Linked DNA regions of Zea mays: region 2 is linked to region 1. The links are chromatin contacts, called in public Hi-C maps. All regions are on one chromosome and are shown on one strand. Each heading gives the region's core, a stretch centred on a gene start, on an enhancer-like site or on the middle of the called end of the contact. The rest is flanking DNA. Distances are from core to core; before and after follow the strand shown.

Region 1 (2,541 bases), core at 23-2,522:
CGCGGCTCCGGTACACGTACGCCACGCCGTGGCGCGCCTCGGTGACGCTGCCGATGAGCAGGCGCCAGAGGCCGTCTCCCGCGGCGCGCCAGGCCGTGGTCGGGTCCCGGAACTGCGTCGCGTTGATGCCGCCCCCGGGCACGATGATGGGGTTGTGCGACGGCTTCACCCACTCCCGCAGCAGCGGGTCCGACCTGTTCCGCGGGTACGCCACGTTCTGCACCTGGTAGTTCACGTCCGGCCGGTTCACGCCCGTGTACATGATCGCCGGCGTGCCGTCGGCCAGCGTCGTCGCCGACCCCGACCAGCACCCGTACCTGTCGGACGGGATGCTCGGCTCGATCGCCGGTTGCAGGGCCACCCAGTTGATCAGGTCTCGCGACACCGAGTGGCCCCACACGATGTTGCCCCACACCGCGCCCTTCGGGTTGTATTGGTAGAAGAGATGGTACCACCCCTTGTAGTACAGTGGAGCTGTATATATATATGCATAGACCACAGATGATCAGAATTTTTTTTCTTACAGAAATACACTCCCTCCGTTCTCAGTTATTTTTTATTTATCACGGTTTAGTTAAAAATAAACTATTGGACGACAAATATTCGATAAAAAAGCTAGTAGTATGTAAATTTATTGGCAAGGAAAACGACGTACCGTTGGGATCTGACGTTGCAAAGTTTCGCGGCCGATGCAATCACACAGGTCACAGCGCAGAGCAGCCCAGGGAAGATGTCAATAGACAAGCCAGTTAGAGCCAATCCTTGACAATACCTACTAATGTATCATGCATAAAGCCTAGAACTACAAGGAAAGCCAACAAAAAAAAGTAGGGCTACCAACTTAGCTACAAAGTGGCCATTTTGCTACGGATCTAAACACTGGTAACTGGACATGACATGTTCTCAACTTGACGACTCCCTCAGTTAACAAAGGCTACCATGGCACTGCTAGAAAGTGGGAGACAGCTCAAAATTTTGGATGTGGGCCAAGTCAGCAAGCGAGTAGGTTTTAGTTACCATTGATCCAGTTCTTGCGAGGCTGGAAATGGTACCCGGTCCTCAGCAGGGGGTCGACAATGGAGGGCCGCACGGCGGCTGTCGTCGCCTCCACCTCAAGGTTCTCGTAGACGACATGAGAGGCCCCGGCGAGCTGCTGCAGGAGCAGCAGCCATGCCCAAGCAACCGTTCCAAGCGCCCTCATTGCTATGCTATTGCTAGCTAGGCACAGAGCCGTACGTAGCAAAGAACAGGACGAGAACTGATGGAGGGAGGATGCCCGGAAGCAGAGGAGAGGAGGTTCTATTTATACTGCGTCGACGATGGCCGGGGGCGTCTCGCGCGTGCGAGGTGTGTGCGATCAGCTATCTAGCTGTCTTTTTGGGCGCCGGAAGTGGAGAGCTTTGGGCCACCACGCACCAGTAACGCTCGCCGCTCGCTTCCCTCTATGGATAATCATATCAATAGACCGGACCATATCTTACTAGTACTTTACTAGGGAAATGCCTGTACCTGCGGTTTGGCGTGAGGACTGTCTAGTACAATGGTAAGGAAACGGGTGCGCTACGCACTGGCGTATCTATGGCGTATCGGGCATGTTTGGTTTGTGGCTAACTGTGCCTCACTTTGCCTAAGGTCGCTCGAATTGAATAACTAACTTTAGGCAGAAAAGTTAGGCAAAGTGGGGCAAGTTAGGCATCAATCCAAACGGGCCCTATATATGTCCAAACGAGCGGCACGGCCCGGCCCAGCCCGAGCCCGACTTGGCCCGGCCCGTTTGAGCCCGGCACGGTTAAGCCCGACCACTTAATCGTGTCGTGCCGTGCCGCCCGACGGGCCCATAACCCTTCCCGAGCACGGCACGGTGTAGGCCCGACCGTGCCGGGCCGGCCCAAATAGCATGGCCCATTTAGTGGCCCGTGCCGGCCCGAGCCCGCTTCTCGTGCGCGACGACGGCCGCGGCGGCCAGGTGCGCCGCACAGTGCAGCGCCAGGAACACCGCCTCCAGGGCCTCGCCCTCTCCGCCGCCTCTGTTGACTAGGGAAAGGACGAGCAGCAAGGTGTAGAACGCGGCGAGGACACCGGCCGCCGCCAGCGACGACGAACCCGGCGCCTACCCGAACCTCGGCCCTGTCCAGCAGCGGCTGCTTTGTCGCCGTTGAGGGCGCCGCAGCCATGGCGTCGTCGCCGTGTAGAGATGCTGCCGTTGAGGACGCCGCAGCCATGGCGTCGTCGCTGTTGAGGGACCCGCCGTCATGCCGCTCGCCAGATCCGGGGCGCGCGGGCGGAGCAGGCAACACGGGAGATCGATGCCGCCTGCCTGCCGATCTTGGGCGCGCGCGAAGAAGGTGTGTCGGGGGCTGCCATTGCCAGATCTGGTGGAGGAGCAGCAGCACGGAAGAAGGAGTGTCGGTGGGCAGGCTGGGGGAAGGCGGCGGATCGGGCAGGAGGAGCGAGCAGGAGGAGGGACGTGCTTTAGGTTTAGGTTGGCTATGTGGGCTGGCGGCGGTTTAGGTTGGGCTGAGTCGGGGCTATGTGGGCTGG
Region 2 (2,541 bases), core at 22-2,521, 120 kb after region 1:
TACTCAGATGCAGTTTTATCTCTGCCAACAACAATATACAAATATATACGCCATCCTACCATATTATCTTAATTGATCGATATTCCTAAATTATGATCATACAATAGATTTTAATTCAAAGGACCTGAACAGAACCTGAGCGAAAACAAAACGGTAGACCTTTTGACATCATAGCAGAGACTACAAGTTCATGAACACGGCCCGAACCGGGCGTTCCAGCTCATGAAAATTTAATTTATATAAATTAGAAAAATAATCCGGCTAGAATCATTCCTAAGCTCCAATCCCCAATCCGTGAAAACAGAACAGGACCTAAGTTTATCTCCATTAGCTTCCTCATCCCCACCTCCTATTCTAAAATTGCAGTAGTCATAGCCTTATAGTGCTGCAACCCAGAATTAGGTTGCAATCTTAACAGAAACCAGAATTAGTGAACATTGATCCACTGGAAGCAAGACATCTTAAAGGTCAAAGTTGAAAAGAAAATTGACAATCAGTAGAATTAAGACTAATGGTAAAACTGTGTACTGCAGTTTGACTGAACTAATGGAAATTCGAAATTATGGTAGAACTATCCGAGGAAACAATTCACAAATTCTTTTTTTTTAAAACATGTTCCCTTCCAAAGCTTAGACATCTCCATTTGATTTGGCAAAGAGTCGCACGAGTGATGAGCTCACAGAAGCGCTGCAGAAAACAGCTGCCACATAATGGTCATACACTACAGGGAACTCGATGCCCCGGATGAAGACACCTAGAACTGCAACAGGAAGGGAGGAAGTTCCAGAGAAAAACTCTCTGGGACCTCGTCGTTAATTTTGCATGGCTATGACTCGACACGCTCCCACATAGCAAAAGGGAGGCGATCTTAAGGGCCATGCATACAAAGCAAAGTGTTACGGTCAGTGACCAAGAAACCAAGATTGAAATACTGCATGTACTATCGCTCCGGGTTCCAAAATGCGGCACTAGACGCACGCGCTAAGCGGATGGGTAACGCTTCGCTTGGGGCACAAGCGCTAACATAGCGGCGCGGCCGCCTAGGTGGAGCAGCAGCGGCTGCTGGCTCCCGCTACCCGCCCACGGCGAGCAGTGCAGCCGCCGGGGTGCGGCGCGACGGCCCACCGGAGGCGGGAGGTGCGCACGCAGAGTCGCTGCCCTGTGTGCGGAGGACCGGAGGCGAGGTTTGCGACCCCGTGCTCAATGCGGCGGCGGAGTGGGGGAGAGAAGGTTAGGGTTGGGAAGAGGGACGCGAGGAGAGGATGCAGAAATGTGCGTGTATTTGTAGACCTGTGGAGATATGGAATGGGGCTTCATCTTAGCAGGCCTTTTCTAGAGAGATTGGGCTTGGTTTGTTGTAGGTTTCTACATGGACCCCGTAGTGGGCCTATGTAACTTCGACCGGTTCCACTGTGTTTTTCCCCCTCTTGGCTGCCACCACGATCGGTTCACTTTTGTCGGGTTTTTTTTTATAAAGTTCATATGTATTCAAACATTAACAACATAGTACATAGATTAAAGAATGAAATTCTCCGCTACATGGAAGTAGCCACCTTGCTACTGAGCGTAAGGTATAAGTGCTCCTAAAGAATGCATCTAAAGTGCCCATATGACGAGATACACTTCAACAATTTTTTGCAAAAACAAAGGTGATACAACCATTTCTTTTAACAAGCGTTGTAGCCATCAGTTGTACCACCGTTTAAAAAGGCATTCTTGCTGGCCTATTTCTAGCGCTGACAAGCTTCATCATAACCTACCTCGGTTTATCCATCACCATCAGGCATTATAGAAGAATCGATGTCCAGCTGCTGATAAATAAAACTTTAGGCACAGATTCGATGCTTGGAATTGAATTCTATTTTAATAATCATAATTTAAGCATAGATCTAATATAGTTTTATATAAAATATATTTATATACTATTGCTGGTCATAACGAGAGATATATTTATGTAGATAGATATTTATGTATTATATTTCTACTATAGAGGACGAGCCAGAGAGCATGTTATAAGTTACAAAATAGAATTATGGACTAGTGATATATAAAATCAATTTCCATCCACTAGTCCTACGAATTTAGAATAGACTTATATCTAAACTTTAGAAAGTGGTGGAAAGTCAAATTTCAAACCAAATAACCTACTATTAAATACAATTCCAATTTCTTAAAAATAAAGAAATCCAAACGCACCTCACAGAAACTATCAAAGTGGCAAGGTAGAATCTTCACATAAGCAAGTAGGTGGGATGAGCCTTACAAATGTGTCTTTACCTCGTGACCAATTATCTCCTCGCGGTAATAAAATACCCAAGGGACTATTTAAAAAACCATATTTCCTCCATTTTAATTTATAATTCGTTTAACTTTTTTACCTTAAGTTTGACATGTTTGTCTTACTAAAAATCATAATTATTATTAACTTTTACTGTGATATCGTTTAGTATATAATACTTTAGATACGGCTTTAAATTTTTTATTTTTCCATAACGAGACGGTCAAATTTGGCACATAAAGTCAAACAAATTATAAATTGGG

The links. Hi-C and Micro-C count contacts between places; a contact is called where the count stands out from the background.
Region 2: a contact with region 1 is called in a Hi-C map of ear, with 1.9 times the contacts expected there. The contact joins the enhancer-like site here to the promoter of LOC100285169 in region 1. A contact is called at or near these places in 3 of 25 Hi-C or Micro-C datasets (ear, endosperm and tassel).

What each region holds. Positions count from the first base shown.
Region 1 is chr10:116,756,880-116,759,420 of Zm-B73-REFERENCE-NAM-5.0, forward strand. It overlaps LOC100285169, which reads right to left and starts at 1,273. Exons shown (of 7, transcript NM_001372181.1): 1 at 1,018-1,273; 2 at 656-664; 3 at 1-474. The coding sequence starts at 1,201.
Region 2 is chr10:116,876,915-116,879,455 of Zm-B73-REFERENCE-NAM-5.0, forward strand. No RefSeq gene overlaps it. Among protein-coding and RNA genes, the nearest start is that of LOC103641620, 7.6 kb to the right of the region's middle. Within about 2 kb of position 1,272, at least 20 of the 20 cell types and tissues checked have an H3K27ac peak or open chromatin away from gene starts, as enhancers often do. A contact at or near this core is called in ear, endosperm and tassel, where this site is marked.